Linked DNA regions of Mus musculus: region 2 is linked to region 1. A link is a contact called in public ChIA-PET data. All regions are on one chromosome and are shown on one strand. The core of a region is the stretch at or near the end of the contact, and the rest is flanking DNA. Distances in the headings are between cores, read along the strand shown. Region 1 has its middle 71 kb from the start of Gm33831. Region 2 has its middle 42 kb from the start of Gm46069.

Region 1 (5,490 bases), core at 1,938-4,437:
GAAAGAAAGAAAGAAAGAAAGAAAGAAAGAAAGAAAGGAAGGAAGGAAGGAAGGAAGGAAGGAAGGAAGGAAGGAAGGAAGGAAGGAAGGAAGGAAGGAAGGGAGGGAGGGAGGGAGGGAGGGAGGGAGGGAGGGAGGGAGGAAGGAAGGAAGGAAGGAAGGGAAAGAAAGAAAGAAAGAAAGAAAGAAAGAAAGAAAGAAAGAAAGAAAGAAAGAAAGAAAGAAAGAAAGAAAGAAAGAAAGAAAGAAAGAGAGCAAGCTTCACCCCAGAGCACTTCAATGGCTCTGACTTTCACACCAGAAGACACTGTTGGACTCTGTTGAGCCACACCTACCTCACAACCACTATCTACAACCTTTGTAAATGAAAGGAATTTGGAAGGATGGCAGTCACACAAACCCTGAACCTCTGGATGTAGCTACTGATTGGGGTACGTGTGTGTGTGTGGGGTGCGGGGGGGGGTAATGGAACATCACTTACTGGAGCATCCATATTTGGTTTTGATAGTCTGAAAACTCCATGCCCTTCTTATGACTATAGACCTCCAGTCATTTCTTTTATACGTATCATTATTTAGAAAGACCTCGTCTCAGAGAGGTGCTAAGGAACTGTCCTTTCAAATAGGCCTTTTACTTCTGCCTTTGAGGATTTGACACTTTGAGAACCTAAATGTGACCTGGTCAACACATTCTTTTATATTTGAAAAAAAAAATGTTTCCAAGAAGGATTTTTTTTTTCAGATCCCTGATTTACCTACATCTCCATCTTGGAGAAACATGTTAAACCAACAGAATACATTCAAACCCCCATCTAAGAAATTCCCTTGTAGATTCATGGCGACCCATCACACTTTGCCCCAAAGCTAATATACCCAATATGAACCTATAACAAAGCACACATCTGCTCGTCCGAGGGAGGAGGAGCCCTTGTCTTTTATTCAGCCAGCCATTCCAAAACAGTCAACGTCCCCTTTTCCCCCAGATAGTCAATTACCGTTTTTCCTGATAGACTCAAAGACAGAGAGTGGAGGGAGGGAGGAGGGAAAGGATGTCTAAATTAATGATCGGCTTCTAATAATGAGCCATCTGGTCTCTTTCCTGCCTCGCTGATGAACACCCAAAGCACCTACAAGAAGAAACACGCATATGAAAAAGATGTCTTCGTGATAATATGCATAGTATAGGTAGTTTGTTGCTTAAATGATTGACTGGAAAAGTCAATTCTGTCTGTGATAAAGCAAACGATAAGCTCCCCCTGACCTCTGAAATACTTTAAATTATCATGAAGATTACCTCATTCTTGTTTGAGAACTCATTAAGGGTTCACCGTACAATTTTCAGAAGAGCAGGTTTTCCTAAGTGGTAATAAAAGCCCTAGTCGATTCAGGAAGCGGGCTAAGCCAGAATGCTCCATCAGCTTATAAACTGCTTCCCCCAAAACATTCAGAACCAAGAGGTCAGGTCCGCAGAGCAGAGTTTCAAAACCATTTTTGAGAGACTGCCCGGCAGAACCTTCCCTTTCGCTAACACCCACGTGATTTGTTCAAGCTGAACTGCCTTGGCATTGTCCCTGTGAATCTGTAGAGATGACGATCGAAGAGCATGCATGGGCACCATTTATCACGTCCTCCGGTCAGTGAGCTCGCGCAGGTCAGGGAGGGCTGATTCCTTCACGTCCTCCCAGCCAAGTATAGCTCTCCACAGAGACGTCTATTAAAGGGGAGAATATGGATGGGATGCTGGCTTGATTTTCCATTTTAACTACTTTAAAGAATGTTCACAGCACATATTTAAAAGAATCAGTAGGCTAAAAGAACCAACTCCCCATGAGATATATTACACTGAAAAGATATAGAGAAAGGTTCAGACACACTCCTCATTTTTTAGTACTTAGCCTGGATGAGGCACCAGGCCCAGCTCAAACCCTGACCCCACAAACTCCCCCCACCGCATCATCACATAAAACACTTAGCCTAATTAATACTCTGGTATCCTTTGTCTCTGAAGTAGGCACGTTATTTAGGAGATTTATGTGGGCTGGAAATTCAAGCGAGGTCATAAAAGCATTTATACATTTATAATACATATAGATGCAGCCATGTGTGTGTGCCTGTACACGCATATACACAGACTTGTATTCATATTTACATAGGTATATGTCCCTCCCTCCCTCCCCTCCCTCTCTCTCTCTCTCTCTCTCTCTCTCTCTCTCTCTCTCTCTCTCTCTCTCTCTCTCTCTCTCTCTCTCTCTCTCTCTCTCTCTCTCTCCAGATGTTACTGCAGACAGAGAGCTCAAAGAATGCAGCGCTCCTCCTGGGACTTCACCATCTAACCTGATCTCACTCACAGAAACGCTTTTTCTCTTCTACCACTTTCAACTGCATCCTATCACTGGCTCTTGGAAGTCATATTGCCTTCGTGAGTGCTATGTGCCGGCATGTTGTGGAATTCTTTTTGGAAATTCTAGTAGGTGATGATCCCTTAAATTCTGCCTCCTCTTTCTTCTGAAAGCCTTCATTGTACATAGCATAGCATTAGAGTATACACATTATTGTTTTCTTAGCCTGTAGATCTTCAAGAGGCCGCCAGTCTTCCTCATGTTCTGCAATATGCCCTGCCCTGAAGAGCCTGTTCCTCCATTCTGTCACCGATTCTTCTGTAGTCGAGAATCCAAAACCTCACCTCTCACTTCTTCCAGGGCCCAACCTATTCCCCTTTGGCCATATCATTATGTAAGACAAGTATCATCTGGCTGCACCCCAGAAAACTCCTTCAAAACCTGTCAATATACAACTAACATGTATCTTCACTGTTTGTCGACACTACAGGGAAATGCCTGACATCACTAATATAAGGGAGCGAGCTGGAGAGATGGTGGTCAAGAGCACTGGCGACTCTTCCAGAGGCCCCAGGTTCAAGTCCCAGCACCTACATAATGGCTTCCAACTATCTGAAACTCCAGTTCTAGGGGATATGACATCCTATTCTGGCCTCTATGGGCTATACATGCATGTGGTACACTGACATACATGCAGGGAAAATATCCATAAATGAAAATAAAAGTAAAAGGTGTTAACTAATATATGAGAGGAAAGACTTATTTTGGATCAGTTTTTGAGGCTTATTGTAGCAGGGTGGGCAGGGCAGATCTGACCACATCCTGGCAGCAGGAAGCAGAGAATGTTGTGCTAGTGGGTTTCCTTCCCTCCCTTTTTGATCACCCTGAAACTATAGTTGAGTGGTGCCAACTACATCCAAAGCTCACTTTCTTCTGACATACAGGGCTCTTCTCTGCTGCTGTGAATGGTCCTCAGTCCAACCAGGTTGTCAAGCAAGACTAACTATTGCCTAGCCATGCATGGTACTACACATCTCTCATTTCAAGGCATCTCAAATTCAGGGCCAGCCTGTGCTACATAGGAAGACTCTGTCTCAATATCTTACATATAACTAAGAACAAGGTTAGCTATCATAGACATCTATTCTCATTTCTTCTTGAGTGGGATGGTAGATCATCTATTGATTTGCTCAAATGTTTGATAAATTAAATTCTCTTCCCATCTGGGAATTGATGTCATAAGCTAAGCCCACTTTCTTTCATATCACTAACTTCCATCACTCTCTCATATCCCACTTACCAAGGCCCCACTTTGACTTAAGTTCCTTTTCTGCTGTCCCAGCTCTCTAACACAAACCATCCAATGGTCTCAAAAGATCTGCCCACCCCACCTCCTTCCTTCCCTAGTTTCCATTCATTTAACTCATTACAATGGTTCATGCAACACTTTATCCTGGTGCATATAGTCACCTAACACTGAAGCTTCTGAATTAGATTTTAGTGTTTCCCAGCTGGAGTAGACCATGGCCAATAGTTTGTCCTTTAGTGTCTTCTGCATCAAACGCATGCTTCATGAACAGCACATGAGGGAGCTAGTCGTAACGATACAGCTTTACCAGCCCTGAGCATTTCCTGTGCATCTTGTTTCGGTCATTCTAGTCACATATTCTAGAATTATGCTGTGGTATCAGCTGGCCCTCCTCAAATGATCAATTGAGTTGACTAATTCACACTTACTTTCTTATTTCTTCTCAGGTGTCTTCTTTCTGAGGTTTCTATTAGAGACATTTGCTCATTCTTCTGTTGAATTTCTATCTTTTACATGGTGTTTGAGTTCTTTAGGTATTGAAGATTTGAGTCCTATATAAAATACAAATGATTGATAAGTGGATAGATATAAGTAGATATTTTATAGATAGGTAGATAGATGAAATATGGTTGATAAATTGATAGATGATGATGATTGATAGATGGATAGATAGAAGATAGATAGATAGATAGATAGATAGATAGATAGATAGATAGATAGACAGACAGATAGATAGATGAAAGATATATAGAAAGATAGAAGATAGGTAATAGATAGATGATAGACAGATAGATAGATGATAGGTAGATGATTGATAGATAGATAGATAGATAGATAGATAGATAGACAGATACACTGAATCTCTACCATCTTTCCTTCTCTCTTTCTCATGCTTTTGATGAACAGTTCTTAGTGCAGTACAATCATTTTCTTTTGTTCATTACATGTCCTTTTAAAGTAGCACTTAAAAAGAAAATCTTTGTCTACTCAAAGGTCAAGAAATGATCAACTGTATTCACAAGGCTTTATTCATTTACCTTTCAAATGAGATTGAGTTAGATCTGAAGTCAATTTGTGCCTACAATGGAAGGCAGGATATTAATTCATTGTGAATACCTATCACCCCGTTCAGCATCTGAAGTTCAGTTCATTTGTAATATTGTCAGAATTACTCAAGGAGATGTCACAGGAGAGTTAAGGCAAGGAGAAGCGAATTTAGGAGAGCTGTGTTACCATCACAAACCTTCCCTGAATAGATCCCCTCTGGGCACTGTTCACTGCTCCACAGGGGGTTCCTAACAGTTCCTCATCCCACCCTTCATCTTCAAACAGATACCAAAACCTCAGATTTTTATTTTTGTTGGACTATTATGGCAAAAGATGTTACATTTTTGGAAAACTGTAGCTCTTTTGCATTCTGACATGCATTTCTAGAAACTTAGGAAGCTTCCAAAGATAACAAACCCTTGTGAACCACAAAAAAAAAACTGGGCATGAAGCCTCCTTGTAAATAAGCCATGTTTATCAGAAGAAAGAACATGAAGTGTTATAAACAGAAAGGCAACCTGCCCCTCACTTCCCAGAGTTCCCTGTTAGGATGTGTCTGTTAAGAAAACACAATTAGTTCCCAAACAAAGAAGAAATGAGCCAGTCATGTGAGTTAGGCCTGCTTGCAGGCTAACCCACATTCAATCCCTATATGTCCAAGGAGAGACGGTATATAAATGATCTCTAGGACTGGAAGATTGAAAGGGAATGTGATAACATCTTAGCATTATTCCAGAGACAGTGGGAAACCTCACCCCAGCCTAATGAGAAGAGAGCAGTGGTCAGGTGAGTGACA
Region 2 (5,490 bases), core at 1,184-3,683, 420 kb before region 1:
AGGCAATATTAGCCTCTAAGTTCGGGGGCTGGCAGGATGCTTCACGTCCTACGGGTTAGTTCTCTGTAGCGTATGAGACAGAGCATAGGGAAGATGCAGGTAGCATACATGAAGACATGTTAGAGTTACAGCCACAGATGCTTAACTCTGTCTCAGAGAGGGCTGAGAAGATTCATAGCTTGCTTGCTCTCTTCAAGGCTGTGGGGTCTGGCTTTTCAACCGCTTAAATGGGCAAGCCTGTGTTCTAACAATGGAGTAGTCAAAGATCAACTACACTGGACATAAATCAAATACTTCTTATGGATTGCCTCTACTGCCAATATCTTGTGGGGTGGAAGGCCCACTAACACTGTGGCAGAAGCCATTCACAAAACGTATAACTGACAATCGACAACCAGAATATGGAAAATACTGTCCACCCAGGAAGGACAGATACATCAATATGCAGAGGAGTAAAAGAGACAAAAAGACAGCAGCAAGAGAGTGTATCCAAATATCAAGCATGATCGTATACACGAGGGGTGTTCAGCCTCACCAACCCTTTCAGACATCAGGAACAGGCTGGGGGTTCTCTCCATTGGCCTGGGTAGTTTTGTGAGCACACTTACACGGTGGCAATTTATCAAGTTTTGTATTCGTAATTTGTGCCGTTCCTCTGTATTTCTATACTTCAACAAACATACTGTCTAGAAGTCCATTCGTCACTTGAGCTAACTTCATGTGGACTCGAGGGATGGATGGAAAGACTGAAGATGAATGTGCTTCATAAAGTCAGAGAGCCTGGAGCAACCCAGCCAGGTGTCACTGCCCAGCTTGGGAGACAACTGGAGATGCTAGGAGTCTCATTTCTTTTTCTGGCTTCCTTTGTGACAATATGCAGCAGCGTGGTAGAAATCCCTATTCTCGGGAGAGTCTTATCCCTTCTGGAGCCCACAGGAAGCTTGCCTGGAATCTCATCCGGCCTCCGGTTCTAACAGCTTTAATCTCCGGGCAGAGCAACACCAGGGGTATACTTTGTTCAGGGAGCATCAGGTGGGTTTCATTTTTAACAGGTTTGTTGATCTTGGCCCTAGCTCTCCAGTGTGGGTAGTGCTGGCTCTAGCCTCCTTAAGCATTGGACATGATTGAAAATCTAACCATACCTGGGGATTCCCCTAAGCGGGGAAGGCACTTTGGTATTTTCACAACAAAATTCTGCCTACTGATTGAGGGGTGGGGGTGGGGAAAGGGCACTGTGGTAGACCCCAGGGAGTTAAAACAACAGGGTTAGCATAATTGGTTTCTGGGCTCTTTGGGAAACACAATTGGGATTACCTATTAAATTCCCTGTATAACTTTTAAGAAGTCTTTTGGATTGTAAATGAAGCAGTTATCAATCTAGTTAGGCAACACAATAACAGGCTTTGGAAGTAAGACTCGGGACAAAGGATGTCATCAAAATGCAAATGGTTTCCCCTGGGTGTGTCCTTATGAAAGGTTTTCAGAAAGAGGGAAAATTGTTCTTTGAGGCTGTGGAAAACTGTCTTGATTATCAAGGCTGAGACAAAGAGGAGACAGGAAGGCTTAGCTGGTTTACTTGTTTTCAACTCACTTAGAAGGTTAGATGTTTAGTTAGTTACCCCTTAGGTAATTGTATTGGTCCCTGGAGGAGCTCATAGCTGGAGCCATCATCTCAGATCTTCTTATTTGAATGAACCCAATCTAAGTTTGAGCTCTGGTGATCCATGCCGGCTAACACAAAACAGGAAGATAAAGTCTGTGCTACCCAGATAATGTGTATTGGGCTGTAAAACCACTTCCTCTCCTCTTATATTTAAATTTATGATCTACCCCCCCCCCACACACACACACACAGAGAGCTAAAGAGGAATTTTGGGGCAGGGGGTAAAAATAAAACTTTGAAATTAATTAAAATAATGGAACAATAACCCCCCTTTCATCTTTCTTCAACGAACTTAGTCTCAGTATTTAATGCCCAAGAGGGTCACTTTAGAAGATGTACAAGGAGCCTGTTCTTAGCATCTTCAGATGCGACTGTAGTTGTGTTTTATAAACCGGCTGCATGAGGATGCTTGGCAGGCCCGACCAAGGTGTTCCCTGAACAACCAAACCATGCGAAGGGCCGAATATAAAAGGGAGTTTATTTGGGACCTGGAGAAGGGGAACAGAGAAGGACAGAAAGAGAGGAGAGAGGAAGAGGGGAAGATCGAGGACACGTGAGAAAAGAGAGAGATGGAGATTGCAGGGAGAGGGAGGAAAGGGGGAGGGGGAAAGGGGAAAGGAGGGAGGGAGAGAGAGAGGTGAGAGGAGAGAGAGAGGGAGAGGGAGAGGGAGAGAGAGGAAGAGAGGAAGAGGAAGAGAGGAAGAGGCTCTACCTGGCCATTGTTCGGTGACTGTTGGGCGGAGACTCCAGGAAATGCTAACGGTGCTAAGGTACTTGGAGGCGGTACATTATTACATTCTGGAGCAAGCTGACAGTTTCTCACACCGAGCCAAGTTGGTCACAGCAGGTTTGGTTTCAGAGAGTGTCAGACAGCGTGAACAGATGGACAGTCCCTTGAGACAAAGTGAGGGGCGTTCGAGTAGCTCAGAGACATGCGGCTCTTCAGGATGCCGATCCTGTATCAGCCCTTTCCTCTGCTTCAATCCCCCAGACACTGTTTAAAACTTGCTTGAGGAAGTCAGTTCATCTGGAACCCCGGTAGCAATCCTTCTAAGCTTAGTTGGAGTGCCAAAACTCTTCAAGAAAAAAAAATACATTTTTTGAAAACACAGAGTGGGTCATGAATTTGTAGCATTTGAGATCAGCACAGTGTTCTTATTCGGCTCTATACTGTTCTCTGAGTAGCAACTTTGCATGACAGCTTGGACTCTGACAAAGTCACTGATTAAAGGTATAAACACCCTTGGCAATAACAACCAGCCAAACATTCTTTACTCATCAAAAGCAAAACCAAAATGCATCAGAATCATGGAGAGCCTTTGGGGACAAAAGGGACTTGGTAAAGAACCCACACTGCTTTTTTTTTTTTTTCCTTATGGGTTAAGATTCAGACATGTCCCACCCACTTTACCTTTTGACATTTCATCTACAAAATTCACACTGAAGAACCAAAATAATTTGTCAGACCCAACCCCCTCACCCTGCCCCATAATGTTTTAAGTAAGTTTACAATATGACATGGGCTTCCTTCATCAATATCCTCCTGTGCAGACGTCTCATGGGAGCCAGGCAGAATGGAGTTGGTCTCTTCTGGTTTATGGTTTCGATCTGTGCAAATACACTTCTCTGCACCAATCCTTAGCTCTTCTGGGCATGGAGACCTAGTGAAGCATGGAAATTATAAAAAAGAAGACAAAAGCCGGACAGTGGAAGCACACACCTTTAATCCCAGCAGAGGAAGGCAGAGAGAGCCAAGAGGATCTCTGAGTTCGAGGCTATCCTGGTTCACAAAGTTCCAGGACAGCTAGGGCTACATAGAAAGATTCTGTCTTGAAAAACCAAAAATAAAGAAGAAAGAGGAGAAGATGAAGGAGGAGGAGAAGGAGAAGGAGGAGGAGGAGGAGGAAGAGGAAGAAGAGGAGGAGGAAGAAGAGGAGGAGGAGGAGGAGGAGGAGGAAGAGGCTCAACTGATTTATCATGATCGTATGTGCTTGGAATCTCAGCACCTAGAAGGAAGAGGCAAGGAGACTTTGAGTTAATCACTAACCTGGGTTACAACAACAACAACCAAAACAAAACAAACCACCTTGGTTCTGGTCTAATTCTATTACAAAATATTACGGAGAGATGGAATGAGCTCAAAGGGTTTGTTCACAAAAGTTTCAAGGAGAAGGGCAGGATGGGGGGCATTCTTTGTATGTGGCGGGAAGCGATCATGGGATTCAGCTTTCAAAAGTCACACTTATAGGCTGGTTGTAGTTCTGTGGAGAGCAGAGGCCTTACAGCCTTGGGTTCATTCGGTCCCTGCACCACCTCTTCCCATGCTGACAAATGGGATAGCGTTTGGGAAAAGGCTTTCCAGGCCGCAAACTATTATTGTATAAGTAATAGCACTGCTGACTTTTTTTAAATTATTATTTATTTAACTATAGCAGGAAGAGGGAAGACACGTGGAGACAGCTATACCTGTAGCTCTTCATGTATAATTCCTGGTTGATTCATGTGCTTTTGAAATGTATAAAAAGGACCTAAATAGATAATGTTTCTGAAATTTTTATCTATTTGAGTAGCTTAGTAGTTACTTTCATCTTAAAATAATGCCCTCTTTATTATTTTCTTTTGTAAATACATTCTAGGACCAGAGCTGTCTTTATGTACAGGTGAGTATGTAATATTGACTCTATAGAGTTTTGACTTTCTCAGCGAGTTTTTCTTGAGTGCTCAGCTTCCTCACTCCATCACTGCTAACTGTCTTCAGAATCCTGCCTCCGGTAACTGCTGTTACTCTGACAACCGAGTTATTGTTACTTCCCATTTAAAGCAATCTGGATGGCAACCATGGCAGAGGGGAGAGTCCCCCAATGTGTCTTCCACTTTCGGTTGCTTTTAGCTTATATTTGGGAAAGATCGCTGCGTTTAACTGTAACTCTGGGCAAGTTGGCTGAAGAGTATTTCTGTTATGTTTACATACTATGTAATTGTGTTTTCAGACAATCTGCTTCGTATTGCTGCTCATATACTGGTGTGAGCTGGTTCTCAAGAACAAAACCAGGGCTGGAGAGATGGCTCATTTGGTACAGCCTTGAAAATATTCGAACCCGAGTTCAAGGCACAGAATTCACGTAAACATGTTCACAGGTAGAGACAGAAGGACCCCTGGTACTCAGTGGCTTCCTAGACTCGCTGGCTAGGCAGCCTAGCATAACTGATCAGTTCCAGGACAATAAGAGACCTTACCTCAAAAGAAACAGATGGTGTGCCTGAAGACTCTGGACTCCATGCACATGAACACACACACACACACACACACACACACACACATAGTGTGTGTGTGGGGGGGGGCAGGAGTTAAAATGTACAAAGATCAGAAATGAAGGGATGTCATTCTAGACTCTAAGGATATCAAAGAATAAATGAGGAATATATGAATAACACTTTGCACAAAAAATTAATGATCTACAGAAAAGGACCAATTCCTTGGAAAAATGTAATTCAATCAAACTCCCACGGGGAGGATCATATAATGGAATAGGTCTATATCTGTTACCGAAACTAAATCAGTAACTAATTACCCTCCACAACAGAAAGAACCAGCTTTAACTGGCTTTAATGGTGAAGTGTGGCAAACAGTAAAGAAAGACTAGATCCCATTGGTTGCTTGCATTTGGTTTGAGACAAGGGCTCGCGATGTTGCCCGCCTGACTCGGAACTCGTAATCTCAAGCAATCATCCTGACTCTCTCAAATCCTGACACTAAACATAAATGAGCCATCCAGAGTCCTCTTTTAAAAAACAAAATGAAACTACAAAGTTCCACTGGCCAGAGC

What was found. ChIA-PET counts read pairs in DNA pulled down with a chosen protein or histone mark.
Region 2: an RNA polymerase II ChIA-PET map of memory CD8 T cells shows a contact between it and region 1, with 6 read pairs. The contact joins two enhancer-like sites. A contact is called at or near these places in 2 of 115 datasets of contacts at active chromatin or transcription factors (embryonic stem cells and memory CD8 T cells).

What each region holds. Positions count from the first base shown.
Region 1 is chr8:34,313,123-34,318,612 of GRCm38.p6, reverse strand. No RefSeq gene overlaps it. Among named protein-coding and RNA genes, the nearest start is that of Gm33831, 71 kb to the left of the region's middle. Within about 2 kb of position 3,187, at least 12 of the 459 cell types and tissues checked have an H3K27ac peak or open chromatin away from gene starts, as enhancers often do. A contact at or near this core is called in memory CD8 T cells, where this site is marked.
Region 2 is chr8:34,728,799-34,734,288 of GRCm38.p6, reverse strand. No RefSeq gene overlaps it. Among named protein-coding and RNA genes, the nearest start is that of Gm46069, 42 kb to the right of the region's middle. Within about 2 kb of position 2,433, at least 45 of the 459 cell types and tissues checked have an H3K27ac peak or open chromatin away from gene starts, as enhancers often do. A contact at or near this core is called in memory CD8 T cells, where this site is marked.